Linked DNA regions of Gossypium hirsutum: region 1 is linked to region 2. A link is a contact called in public Hi-C data. All regions are on one chromosome and are shown on one strand. The core of a region is the stretch at or near the end of the contact, and the rest is flanking DNA. Distances in the headings are between cores, read along the strand shown. Region 1 holds the start of LOC107909907 (protein ESMERALDA 1). Region 2 holds the start of LOC107909904 (MLP-like protein 31).

Region 1 (2,952 bases), core at 71-2,570, 200 kb before region 2:
TCATCAACTTTTGTTTTTTTTTCCGAACTACTTTTTCTAACAAATTTAATGAAAGTAATGTTAAAAAAAGTTAATGAGGATGATGCGAGGATAATGCGAGGATGATGTGAAATTTCATATGTGGAATATTTTTAATGAGATGTAATTTATTACATAAATAACCCTATAAGTTAGTTACATGTAAAAAATAATAAAATAAATAATACATTAAATTAAAAAACTCTTAATTTAAAGAAAATAAAGGTAATTATCTAAAAAAAATTAACTCAGTAGAAAAACTTCCTAGTAAACAAATGTGTGAAAGATTGAAACCTTGAATTTTTTTATTAAATATATTAGAAAAAACAGTTTGAAAAAAAAATTAAAGGTTGATGGCAAAAAATTAGCCACTGGGAACATATAATAATGTTAGAGACTAAAATGTGAAAAAAAAACTTTAAAATTAAAGTGGAAAAAAAAGTATATCCTTTTAAGTCGATGGTTGAACTCAATACCAATTATACCATTGTCTGATTTTTTATTTTAGGAAACCAATTTCCAATAAAAGCATTATATAGGAGATCAATATTGATGGAAAAAAAACTTAATTAGCTAATAATTAAACCACGAATTCCAAATTAAGTCTCCCTTTCTTTATTGAAAATTCTGAAAAGTAAAATTATGAGAAGCAAAACAGATAATAGCTTATGAAATACACAATGCAATGGGTTTAATTACAATAACATTAAACTATAAAAATAATCACATTTATTTGTTTCAGATCATATTTTAGTAATTTATATTTGAAATATTATGTTTTAGTCACTTATGATATCGTTTTGTTATGAAGTGGTCACTCTACCGTTAAGCTTCATTACCTCCTTAATGGCTGTCCTACGTGGCAATCCAAATGAGTTTTAAATGTAAATTTAGATGTCTTACGTGGCAGGCCAAATTAAATTTATTTAACTAAAAACATATTTTAATTCTAGCAACTGGACATCCAAGTTGGCATTTAAAACTCATTAGGACTGCCACGTAAGACTGTCGTTAAGGAGGTATCGGAGTTTAACAGTAGAGTGACCACTTTGTAACAAAACGATAATATAAGTGACTAAAACGTAACATTTCAAACTTAAATGACTAAAATGTAATCTGAGACAAATAAAAATAACTATTTTTATAGTTTACCCTTAATAAATAAAATATTGACCAAAACTTCCTCTTTTTAACTTCAAAACGTCACGATTGATGCCTAAGAATGAAGTAAGAAGAATGGAGTTTTTTCAATAAAAAAAAGAGAGAGTATAAACATGTGATGTGAGTGATTTTGGAATAAAAAAGAACAATACTTTTCCCTTCCAAACACACCTCCTATTATTATTTTCCCTCCCTCCCAAACACCACTTGCACGTGCGATCCTCTTTCTCTGCCCTTTCCTTTCGATCACTACAAACATCCAATTTACACCCAAAAATTCAAATAAAGAAAAGAAAAAAAAAATCCTCTTCGGCTCTTCCTCTCTCTTTTCTTTTCTTTCTCTCGTCCCCACCAACAGCAGAGAAAGGAAAAAGAAAATACGAAGCTTTCATCTTCCTCTATAACGTAACCATTAAAGGGGAAATATATATAAAATTTAAAATAAACAGAGGAACAATTTCTTCTTTCCTTTTCTTTTTTTGTTTTTTCAAATGCACGCAAAAAATAGGATTCCAAGTAGCGGCCACAGCACCCCATCACCGCCGGCGTCACCACTACGGTCACCGAGGTACCGCCACGGAAGGAAGTCGGGTCGGTTTAGCCCGTTTCAACCGGGGCGGACCATAGCCCACCGTCTCGCTTGGTTACTTCTTTCGGTTCTTCTTCGTCGACAAGGGATTTTTCTCTTTGCTCCTCTCATTTACATCTCTGGGATGCTTCTTTACATGGGCACCGTTTCGTTTGATGTGGTTCCCGTTATTAAACACCGACCCGCACCCGGCTCTGTTTACCGGAGTCCCCAGCTTTATGAGAAGCTTAAAATTGATATGAATGCCGATAATTCCTCTGCTGATGCGGTGAGTCACTTATTTTTTATGTTCCTTTTTACTCAATTCTGATGGCTTCTTGGATCTTATTATTGCGGGTCGATTTCTTTTTTTTGGTAAGATTTTCACTTTTGGCTCGGATTTGTCTTTTGAACCATTTTGAATTTCGAGTTTTTGTTTGATTTCTTTTCCTTCTTGGTTTGGATCTTGGTAGAATTTGAGGAACTTGGATAATATAGTTGCCTTTTTCCTGTTGTGTTATTGATAATGTGTTAGACTTTAGATTTCCGAATAGTTCCTTGAAATTTAGAAATAACGTAAAGATTTTAAATTTTTTTCTCAGTCTGAAGATTACCGAGAAATAGAATGCTGAAGTAGGGAATCATTTTTAGCATTATTCCTTTTTTTTAATAAAAAAATCACTGTTGGTTGCTGAGGAAGTAGACCCTTGTGTCTTGTTGTACATGTTTCATTTCCAGCTGTAACAATCTTTGGGATCGTATCTGGATCTGAAGAACATGGAAACTGCATTGTCTAGCCAGTTGTCTTTTTTCTTTATATATTGTAGTAAAAATAATTGCAGCTTAAGTGAATTGAATCCAGAGGCTTCCGTTGATTGATTAAATCTTTAGGCAGAGCAGCACTGGCGGATTGTTGATGACTTGCTTCTTCTAAATCTAACTTGATAATTAGATATTAGTCTTTTACAGAAGCGGAATATGAATAAATCAAATCACTTTATTACCGGAACACTAGGATGGTAAACAGTCGCTATGGTTTCTTTTCATAATTGGGTTCATTTCTTCTTTGCTTGTATCAGTGCGAATTTGTCAGAGTATAAATCTAATTATACTGTCATATCTAACTTTTGTAGTGTTCTATACTGCAACAGTTGCACGGTGAAGGCTTTGTAGATTTTAAATTGATTATTGAGATTTACATCTGA
Region 2 (2,736 bases), core at 98-2,597:
TGGATATTGAATTCGAATTTATAATTTTCAAATAAAAAAACTTATAATTAGTAAGGTATTGATTTTTAGACATCAAGGGTACTAAAATTTTCCTATGTACTTAAGATTGTCTCTAATTTTTAATGCAGATTCAGAACTTAATTTTTTTTAAAAAGATTTTTAATTTTTTTTAAAGATAATTTTAAAGTGTCTGAACATACCTATAAAAAAAATCGATAATGACTCCTATTTTCTTAGTAAACTCCAGTGTTCTTTTTATAATTACACTATTACAACCATAAAAATTTTCAAACCACAATTAAATTCAGAACGGAAATAATAAAATTCAAAATTTTTGGGTAAATTTTTAGTGTTGAATGAAAATACTGAAATGTTGAAGATTAGTACATATATTTCATGATATGGGTAAGTTTTAGTTTTATATTATCAAAATATCAATAAAATTCTAACAAAAATTGTAACCAAACCATACTTTTATATTATAAAATATAACACACAAGCACATGGTTCGTACATTCAACCTGGTACATAATTAAACAACAAATACTAAGAAAATAAAGCTCCCTCTCTTTGACAGCATATTGATCCAAACGTGTATACATATTCGAATTGAAACAAAGAAGAAAGGTGGCTGTCATTTTATTCTTAATTAGATTAGTACTGCTTCAGGTAGTAGTAGTAGTAGTAGAGCAGTACGGACATAGGATGTTCTTAATCGATCCTTTAGTTTGGTTGGGTGAGGTGAGCATCAATGTCCTTGGAGGCATCCACCAAGAATTGCAACAGAGTATCGGGATGTGCAATCCCGTGGTGCAGTTTCTCGTATTCCACAGTCCAGTGCACTATGCTGCCACTACCTTTGTTCTTAGGCGAAGCTTGAAGCGTGGCTACAAAGCTCTTATACTCTTTCAGTTGATCTCCTTCTATCTCTCTGAAAGTGGTCAAGTTCTTACTAGGATCCATCGCTTCAACTAGCTGCTTTGAAACTTTAGCCTTTCCATCTGAACAAACAATATTGTTTTGTTATAGGATATTGCTATTAAAATTAACAGATAAAAAGAGAAAGAAATCAAGCAAAAAGCTTGAGAAGATTTCTGGGTTTGCTATGTTCATTTATCATACCATGCACATAACGCCAACTGATAATGGTACCGACTTTTCCCCATTCACCTTCAAGTAAATCGCATCCTTGAATCTTGTCATAGCAAGTATGGTGCACATGGTGCGGTTTGTGGGTGAACATTTCATGGAACTGCCCAGGAGAAGCCTTAATCTCTACATCTGCCTCAATCTTACCTGTCAGAGCTGAAGATGCCATTGTTTCACTAACAATGTTTGATGTGGGAGTAGTTTGTTTGATGTTTAGGCTAGACAATATTTATAGACTGCGGTCAATGTCTAAGGCAATAATCCTCTCCAATTGATACCACTCAATTTCCTATTCATTAACTAATTGTCATTCGCCACATATTTAGTTTTACACAATTGGTTTCCTTATTGAATCTTCTTTGAACTAGAAACATAAAAGTTTGATTTTATTTAAAATTCATTCACGAATATTTAAAATAATAAATGTTGGATTTATTATGAATATCTTATTAGGTGGATGTCTATCATGATCAAGATAAAGTTTTGATGTACTTTAAATTCTAATAGTTATTAGAATTAGATCTATACTTCTTTTATACTTCTTATGCCTATAAATAGAGACTCTGATGAAGCATTGTTATCATCCCTTTGATTAATAAAGTACATTCTCTAATATTGCTTTCATATTTTCTTTGTTATTTATTCTCTCCATCTTTCTTTATTTTATAACACGTTATCAGCATGATGATTCTCTATTTTTTCAAAATCTTTCGAAGTCGTCCCACAAATCAATCTTCAGGATGTTGAAAGATTCAATCTCAAAATGGATGATCATGATAATAGTCAAGGTGATGATGATGATGTTAAAGATCTTCAGGTATATTTTACTATGTTTTATTTATTGTAATTGGAGAATAATCATGACAACATGAATAGGTAGATTCTGATTTAAAATCTACGTATGTTTACGAAGATGATTATGAAATAAAAAATCAATAGAGGCGTTTAGAAGTCTGTCCTACCAGATTTTTTGCATTCCCCGAAGTGAATGTAAACATAAAAAAAAAATAAAAGATATACTCATGGACCACTGAAAGTGGGAACATAGTAATAAATAAGAGAACAATAAAATTTCTCAAGATCACTCTTCAAAGGGTAAAGATAACTTATGTTATCAATGTGACATGAAATATTTTTGGCCACATATATGGCGTATGCCCAAATATTTTGTTCTTGTTAATATTCTTTGAGGAAAGATATGAGAATGTAGTAATGAATTCTATCATTATAAAAAGAAAATATTTATCTTATTTGATACTGAAACAAACAAATATTATTCCAATATTTGGTAGTACAAAATAAGTTGAAAGCTCTAGAAGAACTAATATATTAATATCTAAAAAGCACAAAATTTGCTATTCCCTGAAGCGAATATTGCATATAATTATTTAAAAATTATATTTATTGACTTAGTGGCATTATAAACTTCACATTGATTTGGACATTTCCAGTAGTAAATGTCATAATAGTACTTATATGTGGATACAAATTAAAAGAAATGATAATAAAATTATCAATTTGTTACAATTTAGTACAATTGAAACACATGTTAAAGTAAACCAGAAGTTTACTAATACAAATGCATTT

What was found. Hi-C and Micro-C count contacts between places; a contact is called where the count stands out from the background.
Region 1: a Hi-C map of hypocotyl shows a contact between it and region 2, with 1.8 times the contacts expected there. The contact joins the promoter of LOC107909907 here to the promoter of LOC107909904 in region 2. A contact is called at or near these places in 2 of 34 Hi-C or Micro-C datasets (hypocotyl and leaf).

What each region holds. Positions count from the first base shown.
Region 1 is chrD02:54,119,087-54,122,038 of Gossypium_hirsutum_v2.1, reverse strand. LOC107909907 (protein ESMERALDA 1) reads left to right here and starts at 1,320. Exons shown (of 11, transcript XR_005910418.1): 1 at 1,320-2,036.
Region 2 is chrD02:53,923,865-53,926,600 of Gossypium_hirsutum_v2.1, reverse strand. LOC107909904 (MLP-like protein 31) reads right to left here and starts at 1,347. Exons shown (of 2, transcript XM_016837605.1): 1 at 1,123-1,347; 2 at 459-1,001. The coding sequence starts at 1,318. The coding sequence ends at 724.